Linked DNA regions of Columba livia: region 2 is linked to region 1. The links are chromatin contacts, called in public Hi-C maps. All regions are on one chromosome and are shown on one strand. The core of a region is the stretch at or near the end of the contact, and the rest is flanking DNA. Distances in the headings are between cores, read along the strand shown. Region 1 has its middle 110 kb from the start of DCN. Region 2 holds the start of BTG1 (BTG anti-proliferation factor 1).

Region 1 (6,473 bases), core at 2,661-5,160:
ACATCAGTTCACTCCAGAGGCATTCCTCATTCCTCTCAAAATCAAGACCCATAATGGTGGACTCTGCCCTTTCCTGCAAATGAGTAAGCCACATGTGAAAGAAATGTGATCTGGATCTCAGCTCAAACTATTTTTTTCGTTTTTGTTGTGAGACGGAGAAGTGGGTTTTTTTTTTGCAAGAAGTAAAGGCTTACACCCTCTCAGCTATGGGTCAAGATTCATAGAAAGCCCCAGCACTAATTACTTCTGATATCCAACCACCACCACCATTCTGCCCACTGAGACCCCCACAGGACTTCAGAGACTACAGCTGCCTTGGACATCACCTCCAAGGAGAGCTCTGAGACTGGAACCAGGGTGTGTGACAGGACACATCCCGCCATGCTGCATTCAGACATGTCTTTGGAGGATGGCGGAGACCAGCAAACACTGGAAACGCTCCCCCCTCCTTGCTAACTTTGCACAACTGGAGCAGTGTTGAAAAACCTCCACCGGATCATGGAGAGAAGGCACAGCAGAGATACATTTTTGACCTTCATCACACTTGTCAAGGAGCACGTGTCCCAAAGAATCTCTTCAGATGCTAATCCTGCAAATGAGCAAGAAAGCAGCAGGCGTTGAGCCTGAAGGCACTGATAGCGTCCACAGTATGCCCTCCAAATATTAATTCAGGAGCAAGCACTCCACCAGATGTATTCCTTTAGGCTTGAAGTCACCTTTCCATGGTCGCTTTATTGAAGGAGCTTTTTCCTGAAACAGCAGTTGCACCCTGGTGCTGCAGCAAGCCCCAGATATCTCCCAGTAATAGCAGTAATGTGAAACAACCTAATGAAATGGGTCAAAATAAAAGCTGTAGCAGTAGTACTAAGACACATAAAGAGGATATACAAAGTAAGGGAAAGTGTGGTTTGAGTTTATATTTGCTTTCAGTATCAGATATGGAGTAACCAATCCCCACCTTCAATTCCAAATGCTTTTTTTCTGTGCCTTCTCCACAAAGCAAAGCAAATGCCTGCAGATTTAACAGAAGTGACTTTCAGAAGAGTCCCGTTCCAGATAAAGGTGGCTGATGGCACTGTGAACACAACCAGTTCCTGTGAAGGCACTGGAGGGAGACTGTACAAAACTCAGCCTTTCAGCCATCATGCAAAAGTATTTTAACCACCTTGGAGCCTTTCTTCATAAGGGTTTTGTCTCTGTTCAGTGTGAAATTAGCACAGGTCGCTTGTGACAGGAACGCATTTGCATTGGTTAGAAACTAAGTTAATCAAATCAAGAACCAGTTTTGGTAAAAGCCACCAAGCTGTGGAGAACACAAGCTGTCTTTACGACTTGAGTTGACTTTTTGAAATAGCCAGAATATGATTTTCAAACATTTTAGAGAACCTTGAAGGTTCTCAACAAATGCACAGCCAGACTCCACCTCTTTCCTGAATTAATTCCTATAAAAGTAGACAAGCAAAGTGTAAGAGGGGCAACAGAAGAGCAGCAAAAGTAAAATGTGTAATTGCTCTGTGTAATACACAGGGTTATGCACAGACCCAGAACTCAGTCTCACCTCTCCAGGTTCACAAGATGGTGATCAGTCATCTACTACCTTGTACTGAAACCCAGGCATCACATCTCTTTGAAAAAAAAATGCAAGGAGAAAGAAGGTCTTCCTCATCCTCAGTCTGCCTTCCCAGCACCCATGAAACAAGAAATGAGCTGTGCTGTGTGTGAAAGGAAAGGTGGAATTAAACCTTTAGATCTTTTTTTTTGCCCAGGCTGTATCTGCCTTACTTCATCTGTCAGTAAATATGTGAAGTTGATCCTGTTAAGAGTGCACTGTATCTCTCCTTGGAAAACTCTCCACTCTTCAAAACTGGGAATGGAGTACTCATAGTTGAGCTGTCACTTTGATTTTAACGTTCAGAGTGCATTTGTGTCCCTCCTTGTGAAGTCTGACACTTGCAGCTTGTTTGTGTTACTACCATCTATGTATGCTAAGCTGCACATACCAGGTTTCTCACAGAGAAACCAGGGGGAAGCCATAAAAAAAAGATATCATTTTATTCGTAACCAACAGGATAAAATTAACAAAGTCCAGAAAAAAACAATAGCATTAGTGGATGGGCTTAGGTCTTTGGAAACATATCTAGTCTTTCTCTTAAGAAATGGTCTAAGCCAATTGTCCACTTACCTCTGAAGTAAAAATTACAATGTTACGTGAAGATTTCTTGACGTTTGAGCATACTCTTGCTTGATACACTGGTTTGGTAAGGGATATGCCTTCACTAGAAAGAAGCCTTTATTCACTGCATATTGTATCTTATCATTGCAGGAGAGCTGTCTTTGAACTCATGTACTCATACAAAGATTTAATGATATACAACACTTGCATGCAACTTAATTACATTGGAGCCTAGAACACTTTTTTGTGGTTTAATGATAAAACTAGAAACGAGCACATAGAACATAATCCCTAAATGGTTACACCACATTATAAAGTAGTGACATTTGGCTAAAGAATCAAAACCATACAAATAAATAATTATATATGTATGTTTGAATAGGCTGTGCATGTGAAGGAAGATGACTCACTTCATTTTTTTTTTATGTTGGCCTTGTGACAGCAGAGCAATGTAATTATCTTCTTTTGCATTGTGCTAGTTTTATCTCATTATTAGATTTTTATTTTTTCCATATTCTGATTTCTGCAGGGGGTGAAGTGCAAGACTCAGGGAAGCAAGGCATTGCTATAACTTAGTTTGCTCAGGTTTCATTTAAAGAATAATTCAATAATTTTAAATAAAAATAAAGCCAAAGCAAGGGGGACTCTTGCTATTATGTACCCAAATAATGATTAATAAATATTATACTGAACAGTTTTAAATTGGATTAATTTACCTTCATTTAAAATAAGGAAAGAAAAACAAACAAGAATATCCTTTCAACCAACCCAACGGGTTTATTGAATCCATAAAAAATGCACTTAAGAAGGCATATAAAGCTAGAAATATGTTTGGGGCTTTTGGTCCTCACGCTAAATAAAATAAAAAAGAAAAAATTACTATATTTACAGTGATGACTCTGCTAGATGACTTATGAAGTATATGTGAGCACCGGGCAAATGGCAAAGGGCATGCCAGGCCACTAGTATTACCACCAAAACATGCAGACAAAAAATTAAATACACAAAAATCTTGAAGTTGCAAATATATAGTAGAAAGCCTGGGTATACCCTAATTAACAAAATATTAATAAATACCCCTCTCCTTTTATCACGTATCTCCCAACTGGAATCAATATGGTGTTAAAAAGTCTTCTTCGAAGATCAGGCTTTGACAAGATCCCTGTAAAGCCAGTTAAATTGAACAACTGTAAAGACAGCATTAGTTTATGAGTTACATATGCTTCCCTTTTCACTAATGAGCTTGAAGACCAAGCTCTTGAACAGGCTTGTTCTTCACAAACAGATTCATAGGAATAAATTAAAAAAAAAAGGTAAAAAAAAAGAAAGGAAAGCGGTCCTGGTAAAGGAGCAGAGAAAGAGGAAGGCAGTAGTATTTTGCACTAGTTTGGAAGATGGGATCCAAACTACTAATACGAACATCTACAATAGTACACACTGTCCAACTTAGAAGTATATACTAAAATGAGATGGCTGTGATCTAGAATAGACCTCTGTAAAGCAAATATCTAAACTTTGGTGGAAATAATCCCATCTGAAGTGATAACATATATAGTACAGTAGTCAAGCTTTTACTTTAAAGAAAATACTGCCCAGCAGTATTTAAGGGGCATCATCTGGCATCTGATTATCTGGGCTGACTCAGCAGCCAGACAAGAGCCACCACACAGGAGTGGCGCATGTGCATAACAAAGGGAAAAACACCCTGGCTTTTGGTCAATCTCCATTCTCAAACCAACATCACCTTGGCCGTGCTTGGGTTGCATTTCAGCCTCGCAGTGCGGGAGATGCGAGGGGATTTGCAGCGGTTGCTCTGCCGGAGCTCTGCTGGGACATGGGTGATCCCACAGGTGCTGTCGTGCAGTGGGGGCTGAGGGAGGAACATTCATCGCCAGTCAAAAGCACCAGATCAAATCCAGGTTTCATTAGTCATTTGTAGTTCAGTGACACTTGCATCAACTCATACCAGCTTTAGCAAAGAAAAAAGTAACTTCGGACCATCCCCCCTGGAATGATCTGTATTGCAGTAAATATTCTTACTAGCCCATAATACTTCTGAGTGAGTCATACAGAGACATATAAGAATATGAAAAACTAGATCTTCTTAAGAAGACGACATGTTATTTTGACCTTAACATTACATTCTGAACTTTTGTGGTGAAAACCAGTGCAGATTACGTTTTCATATAAAAGTATTCCAGTACTGCACAATTACCCTAAGCAGCACATTTTGCACATACAGCAACTTTTTTTATGTGATTGTGAATAGTAAGCACTGCACTGGCAACATTATACAAAAGTAAAATGCTGAACAGCCTTACACACAAAACCCATTAAAACTAAAACCACTAGGCCCGGCGTTCAAGGCATTCAAAAGTCAAAGTCAGAAGCATTACTAACAACAGGCACATGTAATAAGATCTGTGTGGTGAAGCAATGCATCACTGCGGCCAGATTTAGAGCCAGATCATCACTTTAGAAATATCAATAGCTGGATGAGGTCCAAGCTACTTCCTCATCAAAGCAGTACGGCTCCTGACTCCAGTGAAAATGATAACCTCAAGCTTGCGGAGACAAAGTCCTGATCGATCATGAATCTTAAGATGTCTCTGGGATCTTCTGTCTTCTCAAATGTGAATAAGTACTGACACCTTCTTGGCACTCTGCCAGCAGCAGCTGCTCACTGAAAGCTGAGCGGTAAATGTGGGCTGGTGAAAGTTGAATAAAAAGATGATATTTGAGTATGGTTTACCAGAAAAACTAGGATACAACAGTAAAACGTAGCTATGGGAAACCAAACCAAACCAAACCAAAACTGGATTGTGTTTATTACATTTCTGATCTGAAATGTAGCCTGACACAACCATGGTTAGGGCCCTAAAAGATTACAACAAGACCTTAGTCCTTCAGACCAACTCCTCAGGTTCTGGAGCCGAAGGACAATCATCAATCTTCTCAAGTTTCTCATAGATTGCCATGTAGCCTGCTCATCAAACTTACAACTGAAAACATTACAAATTTTATTTTGCTGTTTAACAGAACATCACAGATTAAATATGGGCCACATATCAAAGCCATGTGATGCAGAGTTAAGAGATACTCAGCTCTGGACTGTGCACATTTCATTCTGTCGGCTCAGGTTTCTGATTTTTATTTTTTTTTAATCTCAAAATAACACAGTATTCACCAAGAAGGTCCCTGGAAACCTGTGGGAAAACAGGAGTTGTTTTACTAAATTAGACCCCTGACCCACTTAATCCTTTCTCAAGTAATATGAAGACTTAAGAAGCCAGGCATTCACGGCCACCAGGAGAGGTTCCACCCTGACTTCCAGTGTAACTCAGACATTGATTTAAACACTAAATTGCAGGCTTGGCTCTTCAGTCTGCGTTTTTATTGTCATATATCTGGATGAGAATTATAGCTTTAGAATTACTACATTCTTAAAATGTATTTCAAAACATGTTCTTAAGGTCTCAATTCTATAGCTAATGTTCACATGAGGAAAAAGGATAATTTTAAACAACCGGCTGTCTAGATTTCCTCTATGATTGAGTTCTACACTATACCCACAAGCATGTCGACACAAATACAGAAACTTCCTGTGCACTGGGAAATCTCTTTTACCAGTAGTAGATTGCACTGTACATTTTAGGCAACAATTGTATTCATTTAGTAAGTGTTAAAATAAATATTAAAAATAAAAATATTCACAGCCACTACTGTGATAGAAATGTAAGTATCTCAAATGCGCATTTGAACAGACATTCCTGCAGGAAGTTCATCAAAGAGCATAAATGCTTAAACACCCATTGATGTTGGCAGCAGAGCTGTATGTGAAACTTCTGACTGAATCAGGACCTCTAACTGCTTCAAGCCATTTTTCCATCTGGATTTCTAGAGACATCGCTACCATTCCACTCACGTGTCTTGCACTGCATGGTTGCAGGGATGATGTTTCATACATATATGTATGATATATACAGACTCCTGAGGCCAGAAAAATGCATTTTACTCATAGCATTCCCAATCTTCCCCAGAGCACATATACAGATCTTAAACTCTAGAAAACCTGACTTTGTAGTATTTGTGCAGAAATTAAGCTTGCCTAATGTTTTCACAACGAATTGCTGAAAATCAGGCTTCTGAACTCATGTTTATACACTTTAAGCAATGACCTGATTTTCAAAAGCACTGAGCCTCAGGTGACTTTGGTGGATTTAGGGGAGAGGTCTTCTATTAGAGCTGGAACAAATGCTTAATCTGCTCCCTTTTGTGGCTGGTAGGAGAATTACTGTTG
Region 2 (6,473 bases), core at 2,716-5,215, 240 kb before region 1:
AAATGTACAGGTGGCAAAGAAGTTCAGAACAAAACAGCAGATGAGTGAAACACGCCAGCATACTGGCAGGAAGCTAAGGGTACAAAGCAGCAACACGATAAGCTATGCCAGTTCCTCTGATGTTCTCCACTGTTCTGTCCTATCACGGAAAGTTGACTTTCCCTGATCCCGTAAGCTATATGCTAAAGTCTTCATCATCGCTAAGAGCCTGCATACTTTAAAGATTAGGATCTTTTGGAGCATTTCACAGGCAGGAAATGGCAGCAGCTCCTTTGCTATCCCACCACAGCACTGAGACGGAGGCGGACTTGCCTAGACTGGGAAAACAAGACGGTTCTCTTCACCAGCAGCAGCCGTGACCTTGTTCCCTCCCAAAACTAGGGATAAGCTCTTTCTGGTAGGCATCTCACAGAGCCTTGGCGTTACACTTGAACTGGTTGCTGGCTGCACAGTAAGAACATCAAGGCAGTTCATTCCTCACTAGTAGACTGGATGTGTATGCACAGCCATTTACCTTTCCCACAGACAAGACCCTCTTTATACATGCTGTAATTGTTTCAAAGCAGTAGGAACTATCAAAACTTCTTGATTACTAAAACGCACTGAATTTATTGACTTTGCAGGAGATTTGAGGGAAACTCTTTGACGGCCTAGCAAGCGCTTTAAAAAAAAAAAAAAAAGAACAATCTTTTAAATTTATTTCCCTCTCTGACTGTGGCATGAAGTCCATGCTGCCACATTATGTTCTTAAAAGTACAATTCAAGGGGGACGATTCAAATCTGAACTTAACAACTTTGCTGTCCATAACAGTTACTGCTGTAGGAAGCTGAGGAGAGCTTTTTAAACTTCATGCTTTGGGCTGCTACTATGTAAGACCACTTATCTACTTGAGAGTTCCTATTAGTTCCTTCATCAAGTTTGCAGATGACACCAAGCTGAGTGGTGCAGTTGACTTGCCTGAGGGATGGGATGCCATGCACAGGGACCCAGACAAGCTCAAGAAGTGGTCCCATCCAAACTTCATTAAGTTCAAAAAGGCCAAGTGGAAGGTCCTACACCTCAGTTGGGGAAACCCCCAGTATCAGTACAGGCTGGGGGATGAATGGATTGAGAGCAGCCCTGCTGAGAAGGACATGGGTACTGGTGGATGAAAGATTGGACATGAGCTGGCAATGTGCACTTGCAGCCCAGAAGGCCAATTGTATCTTGGGCTTCATCAAAAGGAGCATGGCCAGCAGGTTGAGGGAGGTGATTCTGCCCCTCTACTCTGCTCTGGTGAGACCCCACTGGAGTCCCGTGTCCAGCTCGGGAGCCCTCAGTACAGGGAAGACATGGACCTCTTGGAGAAGGGCCAGAAGAGGCCAAAATGATCAAAGGGATGGAACAGGCCTCCTGTGAGGACAGGCTGAGAGATTTGGGGTTTTTCAGCCTGGAAAAGGCTCTTGGGAGACCTTATTGTGTTTTTTTCAGTACTTAAAAGGGGCCTATAAGTAAGATGGGACTTTTTAGCAGGGCCTGTTATGATAAGATGTTTTAAACTAAAGGAGGGGAGATTCAGGCTAGACATGAGGAAGAAATTTTTTACACTGAGGGTGGTAAAACACTGGCACAGGTTGCCCAGAGAGGTGGTAGATGCCCCATCCCTGGAGACATTCCAGGCCCGGCTGGACGGGGCTCTGAGCAACCTGATCTAGTTGAAGATGTCCCTGCTCATTGCAGGGGGGTTGGGCTAGATGAGCTTTGAAGTTCCCTTCCAGCTCAAACTATAATATGACTTGGGCTGGAAATAAGAGATGAAAAACTGGCCCAGATAAACCTCAAGTCCAAGCAAAGATAGAAAACATACTACTTTTTTAATTGAAGTATTTCCAGTAGTTATTTTTGTGTAATTGAGATGCTCTGAGAATAATGTTGATTTTTCCCAAGAGATGTGATATTTTCTAGTAGGATGATGGATCTTGTTGTGATGGGAGAGAGAAGCATCTGCTGCTTCAAGGTTTGAAAGAGAACAGGAATCTACAACCTATGAACAGAGCAGAAATGACAGCTCTGGATGCACCTCACACATGCTCTGGAGGCACAAAGAAAGGACGGCTAGCACCTATGGAGCAGCAAGAGAGCCAGGTTGGCAGTTCTTCCCTTCTCAGAGGAAAGGTGAGCAGTCCATGACCATTAATGTAATATTCAGAAGTTAGTGTGGGGGGGGAAATAGATGAGACTGTGCTCTAAACCCCACACCAACATTTTTAGCATGCAGTAAATCTGTGAGTTTAAGCTCTCAGGATTATCTTTTGAAGGTGTTTTGCAGTTCTCCCTTGTGTATAGAGAGTCAAAGAAAGAATCCCTTGAGGCTCAGCCTAAGATAGAAGAGATCCTGAGTGCAGAGAAAAGACCAAAAGCACTATTCAGGCACATCTTGAACACCAGACAAGCAAAAATGGAGTACTTTCATCTTTTGTTCAAATTATTTCACACGTGTTTTTTTATATATTCCATTACTGAATTATTTCTACTGAAATCTTAGGATTTAATTGTGTGTTATTAATGTGCCTTTAATGGCCTGATTTCTGATCTTTGACTGGAAGAACTGTACACATAAATACCAGGCTATATCTCATTTGCAGCTTTGCATAGGGGTAGGGCACATACCCTACAGGAGGAATGAGTTTTCTATCAAAGAAGCTAAACTTTGTAGAAGAAAAAAATAAAAAAAAAAAGGAAGTGAGACATGGCACTGGGAGGCTTCAGGCTTTACACTCTTCTTGACCACTGCCAGCTGAGTAATATACATCAGTCCTCCTGCCACCCAGGGTTTTTCCCCTTTCAAAGCAAGTCATAAAATGCTGAGATAGTTGTACAGTCTGTCCTGGGAGTCCTGTCCCAAGTGAGAATATGCCATTGAGCAGTGTGCATGAGGTGCATGAAAGACTGAAAGCTGTATTTTTGGGGTGTTGTCAAAGAATCAGGGCAGAGGCTTGTCCTGGTGGAAAACACTTCCCCTTCTGCCCAGCCTGCCGTTTGCTTTGCTGGTGCCCATGGGCTCCGTGGCCCACCAGCAGCCCAGGGACAGGGCTTATGCTCTGCATAGAGGACCCTGCCTGGAGACCCCAATGTGAACGTGTTTTTATGGCTGCGGTAAACAAAGTTGAGGACAAAGTCACGCTCGGGCCCCCCGGGGTGCTGGGTACAGGAGTGGTCGCACTGGCACATCCCCTGGGGCTCCGAAAGAAGGCAAAAGGGAAGAAGCTACGCCACCCCCGCTGGCTACTGAGATAAATAACAACTGAACTCTTAAGCATCCCGGCTGCAGCTGCCCTTGCGTGGGGAGACATGCCCGAGCACGCCCCCGCGCTCTGCCAAGCCCGCCGCCGAGCCGACGCGGGGCAGGGCGCACCGGAGGAGCAGAGGAAGCAGCGCAGTCGCCGCCTCCGCGTTCTCGCTTCCCCCAGCCCAGGCTCCCCCGCCCCCACCGCTGACGTGGCTCTGCTCTCCCCAGATACAGCGCACGGACGCCACGCACGGCAGCCGCGCCCGGTTACGCACCCCGCGCAGGCAGAGCGCAAGGGAGGGAGGGAGGCGACTCAGCCTCCGCGCCGCGCACTCCAACCCTACCGACGCCACGGCGCGGACCGTGGGCGCTGCTCTCCCGCGGGCTGCAGTTGCGCGGAGAGGCACCGCACAGGAGCTCGGCGCTCTCCCCACTGCGCTGCCCACGCGGCCCCTCCAGCGGACACCCCCCCACACCACAAAAGCACTTGCGCAGCGCACAGCCCCTTGCGCCGAACCCCGCGCATTCTTCCGCCCCGGCTCTATTTGTTTACAACCGATTACGTCACCCCCCCCCCCGCCGCCAGCCCCGCCTCGCCGCAGCCGTCATAATGGTGCGATCGCTCGATTGGCGGCGGCGCGCCCCCCAGCGCCCTGACGCCACTTCCGCCCACCGGGGCTATAAGAGGCGGCGGCCGGGGGACAGCTCCCTTCGCCCCTCGCAGCAGGAGATGCGGGGTGCGCGGCCGCCGCTGCTGCCGCCGCCCCCCTGCCGCAGGAAGAGGAGGCGGAGGCTGCCGCCCCCGGGATGTGATCTGGGCTGCGCTGCCCGCTCCTCTCCCAGTTAGAGCCGCGCCGCCCCCGCGCCCCGTCCCGCTCCGCGTGCCTCGCCCCGTCCCGTCCCAGCGCCGGCCGCCCCGGAGAGCTGGCTGCCGCCCGCCGCCGCCTCCATGCATCCCGCCCTGTACACCCGGGCCAGCATGATACGCGAGATCGCTGCGGCCGTGGGCTTCATCTCCAAGTTCCTGCGGACCAAGGGGCTGATGAACGAGCGGCAGTTGCAGACCTTCAGCCAGAGCCTGCAGGAGCTGCTGGCAGGTGAGGGCGGCGCGGGCGCGGCGGGAGCCGCTCCCCGCCTCCGGCCCAGGGAGCCGCGGTGTCCCCTTCGCCGCTGGGCCGCCTGCCTGCACCGGCGGCGGTTGCGGGCGGCACCTCCGGCAGCGCCGCGCCCCGCGGGCGGCCGGAGACGGGGGAGGGGAAGAACGGCGCCTCCGAGGGGCTGGAGCTACAGTGGGGGCAGGTGCGGGGGGCGAGTGGGGCTTCTCCGTGCCGAGGCGGCCCCCGGCGGGTGGGGGCGGCAGGAGCGGGCTGTAAACAAAAGGGGCTCGGGCGTCGCGCAGGCAGCCAAGACAAAGCTTTCGGAGCAGCCCGGACTTGGGCTCTGCTCCAAGGGCTCAGATCGCCCCGTTTCCTCGAGGAAAGATGCTCTGAAGTTGCCTTTTTTTTTTTTTTTGTCGAGTGAAATTCGGTAGCAGACAATGAATTTCGGTTCCCCTTTCTTCTGGAAACATCTCATAGCCACCCATCAACCCCGGTTAGGATCAAATATGAGAGTTACTTTGCTGCTCTGTGCGTTTTGCAGTTCCGAACCTGTGTCCCAGTGTGCTTGATAGTGACTATAAGTAGCCTCAGACCGATAGGGTTTTGGGTGGGATAAAATTGCCGAGGTAAGTGAAGTCATTGGTACCTCGCCCTGGAAGACAGGCTGGGAAGAGCAGTGGTGAAATACAGCTTGAGTCAGTCGGTAAATGCTGCCCAGCTCCTTCCCGAGTTATTTTTGGGTGTTCTTAAGAATGTGAGGAACTAAACTTGGGTGTGATCTCAAGAGAAAGCTGGAAAGGTGCTTTTTCTCCCTCTGGTTTGTGGAGTTTTGAAGCCCTTGAGTTTTTTTGCTGTGTATGTAATCACTTCTGTATTTTTATATTTGTTTGAGTGCCAGGAAGTTGCATTTCACTCTTTTCAGATGGTAAACATTGTTCTCTGTATATGGTAGCATGAAACAGTTACTTTGTACACGAGTACTTCCCGAGGGACTCTGCATTTACGTGAATCATCACCAAAAATAAAGACTATAATGATTTTTCAGGTCACTTGATGGTAAAGTAGTAAGCTTTTCAACATCTTGAGCTGTGAAATTCGCAAGAGAACAATGATCACTGTGCATGTTTTTGAGCAGAGAATTAAGGAGGATAATTTTTTTTTTTTATTTTATAGAACATTATAAACACCACTGGTTCCCAGAAAAGCCATGCAAGGGATCAGGTTACCGATGTATCCGGATCAACCATAAAATGGATCCTCTCATTGGACAGGCAGCACAGCGGATTGGATTGAGCAGTCAGGAACTGTTCCAGCTTCTGCCAAGTGAACTCACTCTATGGGTTGACCCGTATGAAGTGTCCTATCGTATTGGAGAGGATGGCTCGATCTGTGTGCTGTATGAAGCTGCACCAGCAGGAGGTAGCCAAAATAACACCAACATGCAAATGGTAGACAGCAGAATAAGCTGTAAGGAGGAACTTCTCTTGGGCAGAACTAGCCCTTCCAAAAGCTACAATATGATGACTGTATCAGGTTAAGATATAGTCTGTGGATCACCTTAAAATGGATGGATAAATTTGGTTTTTACTTTGGGTGGGCACCTCTGGGGATGATGGATTATGGAATTTAAACCATGTCACAGCTGTGAAGATCTGGCACACGTTAGAGTGGTATACTTTAAAGTGACAGTGCCATAGTTTGGACAGTACCTTTCAGTAATTTAATAGCCTGTGAGTCAAAATGAGTGCAACTTGCTAAGGACTGAAGAAGATCAAGGAAGGGTCAGTTTCTCCAAGACATCTTACTTAATTTCTACACCAATTTTCAACCCCAATCTGTATTTATAAAGTGATTCTCTGCAGTAGGTCTTGCGGAGTAAATTTGCACTATTACATTTATTAATTGTTAGCATTTTTGGCAGCTCAGTAACAAGGCTTATTGTTATGAACACCATAGTACTGGAAATTTTATTTTTCAGACTTTTACCTAGCACTTACAAATATGTATAAATGTACATAAATTAGTAAGTATGACCTGGGGAAATGTTCAGATCTTTACACTGGCCTCAAAATAGCAAGTGATCAGAATCTGCCATGGCAACAGG

What was found. Hi-C and Micro-C count contacts between places; a contact is called where the count stands out from the background.
Region 2: a Hi-C map of crop shows a contact between it and region 1, with 2.7 times the contacts expected there. The contact joins the promoter of BTG1 here to the enhancer-like site in region 1. A contact is called at or near these places in 2 of 2 Hi-C or Micro-C datasets (crop and liver).

Annotation. Positions count from the first base shown.
Region 1 is chr1:165,069,863-165,076,335 of bColLiv1.pat.W.v2, reverse strand. No RefSeq gene overlaps it. Among named protein-coding and RNA genes, the nearest start is that of DCN, 110 kb to the right of the region's middle. Within about 2 kb of position 3,910, at least 1 of the 3 cell types and tissues checked has an H3K27ac peak away from gene starts, as active enhancers do.
Region 2 is chr1:165,313,250-165,319,722 of bColLiv1.pat.W.v2, reverse strand. BTG1 (BTG anti-proliferation factor 1) reads left to right here and starts at 3,965. Exons shown (of 2, transcript XM_065042576.1): 1 at 3,965-4,366; 2 at 5,543-6,473. The coding sequence starts at 4,219. The coding sequence ends at 5,907.